Linked DNA regions of Hordeum vulgare: region 2 is linked to region 1. A link is a contact called in public Hi-C data. All regions are on one chromosome and are shown on one strand. The core of a region is the stretch at or near the end of the contact, and the rest is flanking DNA. Distances in the headings are between cores, read along the strand shown. Region 1 overlaps LOC123445478 (crossover junction endonuclease MUS81-like). Region 2 has its middle 11 kb from the start of LOC123445479.

Region 1 (5,706 bases), core at 1,551-4,050:
AAGAAATTTTGTATCATAGATTATCATTTGTTTCTTGCGTTAATCCTGATCAGTAGTTGTGGCAACACAAAACATTGTCTTGATTGTTTTGTTCATGTTGCAAATAAGTTGATGGGCATAGTCATTAGCCTGTTTGGCGGGACAGGTATGGAGGCATCTCTAAACAGTTAGATAAAGAACTACTCCCTCCATCCCATTGCAAAAACGTCTTACACTATGTGACGGAGGGAGTACTTTTTTTATGAAGAGCAGCAGCGCGTCAGGATATATGTGCTTTTTTTAGATGAAGAACTTTGTGTAAGTTGTATCGGATATCTTGTTTATTTTAGATTTCAATTGGGTTCCAGACATGCTGAGTACGACGGGGAATGTTTCACTACAGCGTGCTGAGTGTGTCTTTTGACCAGCCATGTTTTATGCCCGCATGCTTATCCCCTGTGATTTGATGTTGCTTGATTCTAATCTTAGCTGAGGAGCCTTTTCTTATTCTTCGTTATCATTAATTCAAAATTATAGCCCATATTTGGGTATGAGATGATGAAGGACGATGTTTTTAGCAGATATAAGCTTTAACCTGTAGATTGTGCAGCTCTTCCCAAAGAAACTGTATTTCTTGTCCATAAGCTTGAGCCTGTAGGTTATCCTAGCAGTATTTGTTATTTTATCAACAATACAATGTGATACTTCCATTTGTTTGACCCTTTGCAGAAATGCGGGCTAAGGAAGCTTATATATCTAGTTGAAGGGGATCCAAACACTGTCGATGGATCAGAGAGCGTTAAAACAGCGTATGTACTCTTCTCATGAAGCTTGGATGATCATGCTAGCCCCTGAATGGCAGTACTTTTTTCTCGTTGTTTAATAGTAATATTAATATTGTTCCCAATGCTTTGAACTTCAGCCGTATGCCCTGTTAACTCCTTCATATATATGCCTTTTATTTCAGCTGCTTCACTACTGAGGTTCTTGAAGGATTTGATGTCCAGAGAACCACTGGGTATGCTGACACTGAAAAGAAGTACGGCCACCTCACGGGCTCTATAATTGATTACTACAGCAGAAACTTCTCTGCTGGTGCTGGCACCTCTCGACTTTGCCTGACCTACGTCGAGTTTGTGAAGAGGTGTTCTGATCTTAAGAAGGTCACTGTGAGCGATATATTCACCCTCCAGCTTATGCAGGTAACTGGGCACCTTCACCAAAGTTTGGCGGGTAGTCCATTTCATGCCGTAATTTGCTCATTTGTTGTGCATGTAAATCAGGTGCCACAAGTGACTGAAGAAGCTGCTCTTGCCGTGACGAGTCTCTACCCCACTCTCCTCTCACTTGCTAGAGCATACACCATGCTTGTGAGTCGTCTTTTCCTTTCAACTTATACAATGTTCTTTTCATGTGAAGCACAGGATCATACTTGGAATTCCGACCAAATGTGAGCAATGCATGTCCCATGTCATCGGCTGCTCCTCGTACAATTAACGTCTCACACAGAATAATTTACACCATCTCTTTAGAAGTGAAAGCTTATCCTTGTAACTTTGAAGGATGGCGATAGGCGCGCCCAGGAGGAGATGCTGAAGAAGAAGAGCGGCATGGTCAATGCGGGGGCCAGCAAGAACATCTTCAAGCTCATCTGGGCCGAAGGATGAAGTCCCCGTACGGTACCTAGCTAGTTTCAACCTTGACATGGCTTAACCGGTCGGTCTTTTGGTCACCGTCATGATGATTTCAGCAGACCACCAACGCCAATGCAATACCGACTCTCGAGTTTTGGATGGTGAGAAGCAGGAGGGATCCTTTTTTTGTGCTCTGCCTGCTGCCTTGCAAAACTGAAAGTCTCGGAACATGTAATTACCTCCTAGAAAACCCCTTAGACCTTGTTTGGTGCGCAGGGTTTGGGGAGGTTTCTAGGGGATTATCCCCGAGTGGGTCAGAAACCCCACGATTCCCTGCATGTTCATTTGGCGGACAGGGTTTGTGGAAGAGAGGGATTCACCAAATCCCCTAGAATCCCCACGGGCTTGAAAACCACTTATGCCAAAAAAGGCCTTAGCGTAGCATCGCTCCTTGTTTAAATTACTACTAGTATTATGTTCTACTCCCTTCGTTCCTAAATATAAGTCTTTTAAGAGGTTTCACTAAAAGGACTACATACGGATGTATATAGACATGCTTTAGAGTATAGATTCATTCATTTTGCTTCGTATGTAGCCCTCTAGTGAAATCTCTAAAAAGACTTATATTTAGGAACGGATGGAGTATATGCCGCACATTATGGAATCGTCGTGTTAGTCTAGTGCATTAGGGCTTCATGTATGTATGTATATATAGTATTGCTAGCTATTGAGTTCTGAATGTGTCGCTTTGATCACGCGTTTGACTTGTGTCACGCGTTGGCCTTTGCCTTCACGGAAGCAGACAGGGCAGGTGTGGGAATTCAGCCTCGCCTGCTGACAAAGTGAGGCTGCGTAGAGTTAAGAGTCCATGGTTTTCCATCCATGTGGTTGATGGAACCTGAAAAGCGTTCCTTGGTCGGTGCCATCTCTAGCCGAATTTCTCTCCGTGGCGGATGAGATGCGTCCACGTGTTGAACGCAATCCACAAAACAGAACAGACCGGACGACGTCCAACCGTTCTATATCCAAACAAAACAGATGTGTTCGTGTAAAGAAAGGAAATAATCGCAGGCCAAGCGCATGGTGGCAAGCGGGAACAGACCGCCGCCCATCGGGTCCCGTCACGCCAGTAGCTAACCACACAGCCACGCCATGCGGCACCACAAGTCCATCCAACCCCAACCCCAACCTCAAGACAAACGTTGGCGTTTGTTTGCGCAGGCAGGAGCCACCGGAGCACCTCACCTCACCCCGTCGTCTTCCCCGCGGTTTTTGGCCGTTGCCATCAACCGGACGAATGGGGACAACAGACAGGGTCGCTGGCGTGCGCTTAAATGGCGCTTTGTTGGGTTCGAAAGTCCAAGAAGAGGGGCGGTCGGCCGTGTGCGATGCGTCCAAGGAACGAACCCGGCTGGCTCGGTCACGCGGGCAAGGCGACAACGGAGTCGGTCGCATCCCCGCCGCTGTCTTTTTCTTCCACCCTTTTCAAGTTCCTACTACTCATGCCCTTAGCTCAACTCCACCGCGTCCGTTTTGTCCGGATTCTGTCCGTTTGGGTAGGACGATGGGGTTGTGTCCGGGCCTGTTCTGGGATGTGGTGGCCGTGCGCAACGCGCGGCCTCATCCTTTTGCCCCATCGTGTCCGTCAGCGCTTAAAATGCCTATATTTTTGTATCAAAACAAGTTTGCAGATCAACCATTTATGCCTCGTCCTCGACGATGAAACTGGACAAATTGTTGAAACGTGGCCGGTTCTTGGTGGAGGGGCTCAACATTTTCACCTTCATAATCAAATCCTTGGTCAAAGATACTGTCATCACGCTCGTCCTCGACGATCATGTTGTGCATGACCACACAAGCAGTCATCACCTTCCAAAGCTTCCTTTCATCCCATGACAGTGCAGCGTTTCGAAAGATACCCCATCGGGATTGAAGTACACCAAAAGCGCGTTCCACATACTTTCTAGCACTCTATTGCATTTGGGTAAATTTCTTTCTCTTCTCATCTTGGGGTCCGAGATTGTTTTCACAAAAGTTGACCACTGAGGATATATACCATCAGCTAGATAGTATCCCTTGTTGTACTGGTGGCCGTTGATCTCATAGTTGACAGGGGGGAGTGGCCTTCTGCAAGCCTTGCGAAGACTGGAGAACGCTGCAGCACGTTGATATCATTGTGAGAACATGCCATGCCGAAGAAAGAATGCCATATCCAAAGATCCTGCGAAGCTACCACATCTAATATGACAGTGCACGCTTTGACATGCCCCTTGTACTGGCCGTGCCAAGCAAATGGACAGTTCTTGCACTCCCAGTGCATACAACCTATGTTGCCAAGCATGCCTGGAAACCCTCTAGCTGCGTTGGTTGCCAACAATCTCTCTGTATCAGCAGCAGTTGGCTGCCTCAAGTACTCATGGCCAAACACCTCGATCACAGCCTGGCAGAACTTGTACATTGACATCAGACATGTTGTCTCACTCATACGCACATACTCATCCACCAGATCGCTTGGAATTCCATATACAAGCATGCAGATGGCCGCGATGCATTTCTGGTAAGAGGAGAATCCTAGCTTGCCAAGTGCATCCGTCTTGCACTGGAAGTATGGGTCATGAGCAACCACTCCCTCTCGGATACGATTGAACACATGTCTTGTCATACGAAAACGGCGACGGAATTTATCCGACTTGAAGAGCGGTGTGTTCACAAAGTAATCGGCATAGAGCAGGGCCTGGCCTCTCTCCCTGTTGCGGTTCAGGTTCGGAGCACGGCCAAGGAGTGACCCCCTATACCGAGGAAGCTGCCGTTGAATGTGGTCGTGAACCATCACTGCATCCACCACAATATCTTCATCATCGGACGGCGAATCGTCCGATGAATAAATGAAATGGTGAAAGAAAAACTCATCACCACTGTCCATACCTTTGCGGGCAAAGTGTCGAACACCTTGCGCTCGTGGTGGCAAAGAGGTCGCGATGGTCACCTCGATGCAGGGGTGGTTGGTGGCCGGCTACTGGCCGCTCTGGAGCACTCGTCGGAAGCTGACGTGGCCGCCGTGGTACGTCGCCTGTAGCCGTATTCCTCTGCCGCCGGCTACGACGGCGACGGCCAAACCTCCTCCGATCGACGCCCAAACTACAACGAAAGCGCGGGCGTCGTGGCGGCCATGGCGAGACGGGGTTTGCTATGTACGGCCGGGGGATGAGGTGGCCGGAGAATAGCGGCGGCGCCGTCGGCGGGGCGGGGCGGGAGAGGGGTGGAGGCGTTGGAATATCTGGGAGCACTTGTGTCCCCGACACGCGGGCCACGGATGGACAAGGGCGTGCGGCGTCCGTGCGATGTCCGTTTCTCTTAAACTGGGCGCAAGTTTGGGCCGGGAATGGATCAAAAACACACGAAATCCGGACAATTATCCGTTTGGGTCCGCGCGTTAGAGTTGGCCTTACAACATTCCGACTTAACAAATACTTGTATATAAACCCATCCCATGTGATCAGACGTATCTTTATTTATCTGTTCATTCGTGTAGTCATACCTTTTATTTTCACTGTAAGAACACACATTTCCTACGCCAAATCATGTGTTTTCATCTTGAAAACCAAGTCTACGAGTGTGGTGGGCGGTGCTGCCAGATCCGGCGTTGCGGGTGACGGGATGCAGCGGATCCAGTCGGGGCGCGGTGGTGGCATGATTGTGGTCTTCCTTCCTTGATGGCGCAAGGAGGCTGTTGGTGTGTCGGCTGGATCTTGCCGTGTGTGCAACTAGCGGTGGTGGTGAGCTACGGTTTGTGATGTGATGGGAGGTTGGTGGCGGCGAGCCGTTTGGACACTTGCCTACCAGTGCTTGGATAGAGGCCGGGACGTGACGATGATTCTTTTTTTAGATCAATCGGGAGCCGGCCTGGCCATTCCTTCGGTCTAACCCAGCTGATCGGTTCGGTTTCTCGGGTTTAGAAACACTTCGGTTTCTAATTTTGTTGACCGATTAGTCTTTTCAAAAAGTACTTTCTTCGTTCTAAAATAATTATCTCAAGCTTAATATAACTTTATACTAAAGTTAGTACGAAGCAAAAACATTTATTTTAACCGAG
Region 2 (5,706 bases), core at 1,518-4,017, 200 kb after region 1:
ATTGTAAAAAAGAACTCGTCGTCACAATCTATGTGTACCTTGCTGGTGGCCTGGAAGATGTCGGACGGTGAAGAGCATCGCGCCCCACCGAGACAAGGTAAGAACTGGACTGCGTCATCAAGAGATGATGTGCAGGGAGGGTGACCTATATATGGATGGCGGCAATGGCGGCAAGAGGTGGGACGACCGGGGTGAGGCAGGGGCAATGGAAGAAAGAGAACACTGGCCTGAGTGCCATCGACTAGTGGGCGTGGGAGAAAAGGGTGGGCGTCGTGCACGTTCGTCTCGTGTCCCCGCTGATGCAAATGCGACCAAATTTTGGTCTGGAATAGATCGTCGATGGACAAAAAAGGGACACCCATTCGTTAAGGCCGTCTCCTAGGACCGAGTTTTATGTCTGCTGCGATCTAGTCGTACACGCGCGGTCGAAATGGGTTAGAGCATTTACACCCGGACCTTGTAAATCTGGCCCCTCAAACGCCCGCGGACCATCCCGGACGCGTGCGGTGAGTTCGCCACATAGAACGCGACTCCATCCCGAACCATCTTTTTATTTTTTTATATTTTCCTTCTCTCTCGTTCCCTCCACCAATCATGTGCAATTGATCGGAAATATAAGAAAGAAAATAAGGAATGTGACCGTGCGGACGAATAAATAGGAGGTCTGCCCGGTCACTGATCGGGCACATCCGCATAAGTTTGAGGGTCCAAATTTGCAAGTCGGGGCTGAAGATGCTCTAAGAGCAACCCCAACCGGCCAACCCAAACGTACATCCATTTTGTCCGTTTTTTATGTGTTTGGGTCGGTCCAGTGGACACCAATGTTCGCTTCGCCGTTTGGGTCGGCGTATGCGCCCAACGCTCGCCCGACCCACTTTTTCCTGCGTGCAAAATAAAGTATTTGCAAAAAAATAAGCAGACATAATTAAACATTAAAAGCCGACCACGAAGGCCGACGAGAGTCCACGTGTCCACATTATATTAATTGAACATCAAAAATCTAAAACTACGAGGCAGCCCTAGGCGGCGTCGTCGTTGTCGTTGGGGCCGGTGAGGTCAACCAGCGTAGGCGCAGGGCCAGCCCAGGGGAACGCTGCCTTCCAGAGCACAGCTGTGTGTGCCTCCGTCGTCTGTCCCGCTGGCGCGGGCTGTGCTGGTGGCGTTGGCAGCACAGCAACACGGGCACGCTCCTCCTCCTCCATCTCCCGTCGTTCTTCCTCTGCCTTCTTCTCCAGCTCTATCAGCCGAAGGCCTTCGGCGCGCTCCGCCCGCAGGTGCTCCGTCTTCAAGTGCTCGAGGTAGGCTTGCTCCTGCTGTGGTGTCGCGCCCAGCCAGATGGGCGGCACACTGACAAAATCGCGGACGGAGCCGGTCCACTGGTAGATCTCCTGTGGCTCTGTGGGCTCGAGCTTCAGCGGAGGTGGCACGACGCAGTCGCCGACGGCAGACAACGCGATGGCCTCCGCGAGATGCTGCTGGTACGCCGCTTCATCGTGGGCCTTGCACCGCTCTTCCTCCTCGCTCTCGCGGAGCACAGTTGCCAGCGTCGCTTGGTACGCGCCCTCAGCCTCCTGGTCTTCATCGCTGACGACAGGCGGGGGCGGCGGAGGGCCTCCTAGCTGCACGTCGCGCACGCCATGTCGGCTCTGCTCCTCGTGCTCAATCGCGAACCAGACCTCCGAGATGGTGTAATCGGCCGCATATGCAGAGTTTTGCTGCAGCTCCGGCGTCAGCAGACGCCGGCGATGGCTCACCTCCTCCGCGTGCACCCACGTCGACCGCGGTACGGCCGGCACCGGGATCCTCTCCGGATCCAGATGCGAGGGGTGCGGGAGGGTGACGTCGGGGTAAGGCAGCGCCACGCGGTGCTCCGAGTGCCACCGCGCTTGGTGCACTGGGACGTTCACACGCTGGCGAGGCCGGCGGGGAGATGGAGCGGGGGTAGAGCAGGGCCTTGCCCTTGTATGGGAAGGAGCCGACCATGGTGGTAGGTTTTGGTAGCCGATGATGTGACGAGATGAGGACGGGTGGGTTCTAGAAGTAGATATGGCAGAACCCACCGCACGGACGGATGAAAAAAGGCCGAATGCGGCCGTTGACGCGTGGGTCTGAGGAGGGCGGCCGTCATTAGTAATGTTGACCATGGATGGTTGGAACGGACACCGAAAGAGGACGCGCGCGTCTGCGTCAACGCATTTCAATCTCAAATTTGAACCGAAAATGAATCGATAGAGACGCATTATGACAATGGATCGGTGCGTTGAACAGTCCGGATTTTTCCGGGCGGCTTCAAACGAACGGTGAGGGACGAAAATGGTTGTCTCATTGGAGTTGTTTTAACAAAACAAACTTGACACGGGCGCCAGCGTCCGTCGTTCCATCCGTTTCCGTTGTCATGGTTTTTGATCTAATTGGTGCATGCGGGCTCGGGTGCCTCGTACCGCCTCGTTTGAACTAGTTCTTTTTTTTATATGGATCCGCATTAGTTCTAGTCTGAGCGAGGGAGAGAGTTTCTAGTAGCACCAGCACCGCGGTAGATTTTGGCGCACCCTCTCTGCATCTGCATTAGCCAGTAGATTCTGCACGACGCTTGTCGCCAAGTGCAGGGAAGGTGGAATAATTTTAAGGCGGGCGCGCGTGTCCGGCTTCCCGCAACGCGACGACCACGCCGCAACAAAACAAAACGCAGCCTCGTCCTCTCCTCGTGGGCGCCGCGGCCTTTGAAAATCTAGGCTAGACAGGACCCGCTCGCTAGCCTCCGAAATTTTACATTACTCCGGAGCAGACAATGGTGTGGGTGTGCTGTGTGGGGGAAAGTGCATGCCGCACGTCACCGGCAAGGCGCTAGGTGAATTTTTTATGCGGGATACGGGGTGGACACTGGAGCCGTTCGTCCTCGTCGGCTACCCCTTGCTGCGATGCAGAAAATGGGTGTGAAAGAGCAAACCATGTTTTGTTTGACGGGGGGTAAAACAGGATCAACGATCCATTTGTTCAAAGCACAACAGGCGGTCACCACCTTCAGACGCGCTACGGTGGACATACGACATGACACAGAGTAGACGGAAGAAGGAGGGAAGGAACGCCGACGGTGCGGCCCAGCGAGCGAGTTAAGGTGACCGGTGCCGGTGGCGCCACCCACCCGCACTCACCGCCTGCTATTAAAAGACGAGACGACAAGCGGGGCGGACGGACGTTTCCTCTTGTGCTTGTGTCGCTTGCGGGCGCCGCTCGGGTCCCGCCCGGCGCCATGGGCCCTTTCCCTCTTCTCCGTGCCCGCTGCGGAGTCTGGTCATGAGGTGTTTCTTTGCTCGGCAGGGCGGGTGCAGATCTGGGTGGATTAACAAGCAGCTCGGCTGGTAAAGATCATAGTACTCCCTCCGTTTCTAAATATAAATCATTTTAGAGACTACATACAGAACAAAGTGAGTGAATCTACCTTTTAAAGTATATTTATATACATCCATATGTAGTTTCCTAGTGAAACCTCTAAAAAAGACTTATATTTAGGTGGTGTTTCTTTGTCCACGGACTAGACTAAAAAGTCTCTGTTAGTGCCTAGGTAAAGAAAAACAGGAGGGACTTTTTCTTAAGAGATTACAAAAAGACTTTATTGAAGGGACTTTTTTCTTTAGTCTCTGGGACTAAAAATATGTCTAGACCCTGAAAAAGAAACACCACCTTAGGAACGGAGGGAGTACTTGTTAAGGCTTGCCATGTTAAGCTTGTTAAGATTAAGAAGCAGAGAACGTTCCTCAGCTCTGTTCATTTGAAGTTCATTAAGCTCGTGAGTGCTTGTGAGCGGTCGTTAACACACCGCAATGTGCTACATTTTCGCACTAGAGCGTAGGTCTCATTTCACGATGGAAATGATGACTAGAGAAAAAGGAGCACTAGTTTGTGGCCTCATATGGGCCCGCTGTGTCGAGTAAAAACCACTAAAATCTGACCTCTCCACAAAATAATGTTTTTTACTGTTGGATTCCGCATTTGTTAAATAAAGTATTAGGGGTTTCTATGAAAAGCGGTGTATTTTCTCGACTCACTTACAACAGAGTTTCGTGTGTGTTAATCGACCGAAAGATTGGGAGGGAGGTGTTATGAAAAGGTGAAACATTGTTCTTATTCAGATAAAACATGACTATGTGTTGATTTTGGAAAACATTAGGGGTTTCCTGCACTAGTAGAAAAATGCCCATTAGTTCCGGTTTCAGATGTCCATTAGCCCCGGTTTAGAAACCGGGTCTAAAGGATCGGGACTAAATCTCAAAACTTTAGTCCCGGTTCGCTTACCAACCGGGACAGAAGGGTCTCCATGTGGCCGCTGCGGGGAGTCCACACACGAGACATCCACGGGTCAACATCTCGCAGAGCTAGGTTTTTTTTTGGGGGGGAGGGGGTGCGGGGTTTTGGAGGGTTAATTTACGGGATTTCTTCGTGCTTGGTCGAACCAAAAGTTTTCATAAATATATCTCACGCTACTACATATATGCAATATAACATGTTTTACAATCCCTAACATTATCTAATTAAGATCCAATCACAAATAATCCACATGATATTCTCCGTCTTTAGGTATGGCGTGCTCAAGAAAGAATCCCGTCAATTTCTCTTGAATTGCTCGTATTCGACCGTATGGTAGGAGTTCATCCCGCATCTGTCAGATCTAATTTAAAGAAGGGGGTCAATACATGCATATATATGAATAAAACTCAACACAATTGATGGTAATATATAAAGTAAAATTGTGAATATTATTTACGTACTTCAAATAGTTCCTTAGACAAGCCATGTTCAGAGGTCGAGTGGCGAATGAACTCGCATACATAGTATCCACATGAAACAATCTCTTCTTTCTGGTACATACACTTTACGAGAATAGAGTTCAATCAAACTGATAAGCAAGCATGTTAATGATATATTGATGAAAATTTGAATCAATTAGAGATACGCGGAACTAGCTACTACTACTTACTTTGGGATGCGTAAATCGCAACTCTTTGTTTAGACCGGAAACCTTATTGGCGAACTTCTTCCAACCCCTACGACCCAAAGAAAATGATTACTTGATATCAGAAAATTAACGAAGTTGCATGCCGATATGGTCCCCGTATTGACTGAACTTACTTCTTGAGCATTGGAGTCATGTCCGCATAATTCTCTTCGGCTTTACGTATCGAGTCTAAGTTATTAATGCACTGCCAACGTCAATGGATAGCAGAATAAAGTGGTATATGCGCAAGCATATATAACTCATCAATTACATTAATTAACCTCGAGTAAGCGAAACCGAGTATACAGAGAAGACAACAACACTTACTTGATGTTGTAAGGAAAGGTTATTTCTCTTTTGTTTTGATGTATAAGGAACGAGTTTAGCAAGTTCTCCTCGGTCTCTTTGATTGAGTTTCCTACCGTCAATTCATTTACGACATCTGAGCTAATGAACCCAATGTCGAAGATTCATGCTTTTTTTAATTCAACGATCTTCAATCTGCATAATATATATAGGGAGGATAATTATATATAGATGCAATGAATGAGCTGAGATAGAGACTTAATTACAGAAGTAATACTTACATACAGTAGGAAGTCATGAGTTGTTTGTCGAGGGCCAGTTGATAGTATAACTGAAATAACTCCTCAAATTGAATAGGAATCACAGGAAGTCTAATGAATTCGTGCTCTGGTTTCACTGCCACATAC

The links. A called contact is a pair of places that touch in the nucleus more often than the background predicts.
Region 2: a Hi-C map of leaf shows a contact between it and region 1, with 2.4 times the contacts expected there. The contact joins two enhancer-like sites. A contact is called at or near these places in 4 of 6 Hi-C or Micro-C datasets (leaf and seedling).

What each region holds. Positions count from the first base shown.
Region 1 is chr3H:595,054,926-595,060,631 of MorexV3_pseudomolecules_assembly, forward strand. It overlaps LOC123445478 (crossover junction endonuclease MUS81-like), which reads left to right. Exons shown (of 14, transcript XM_045122464.1): 11 at 709-788; 12 at 947-1,181; 13 at 1,263-1,429; 14 at 1,542-2,073. The coding sequence ends at 1,575. Among protein-coding and RNA genes, the nearest start is that of LOC123445478, 7.8 kb to the left of the region's middle. Within about 2 kb of position 2,801, at least 3 of the 3 cell types and tissues checked have open chromatin away from gene starts, as enhancers often do. A contact at or near this core is called in leaf and seedling, where this site is marked.
Region 2 is chr3H:595,253,999-595,259,704 of MorexV3_pseudomolecules_assembly, forward strand. No RefSeq gene overlaps it. Among protein-coding and RNA genes, the nearest start is that of LOC123445479, 11 kb to the left of the region's middle. Within about 2 kb of position 2,768, at least 3 of the 3 cell types and tissues checked have open chromatin away from gene starts, as enhancers often do. A contact at or near this core is called in leaf and seedling, where this site is marked.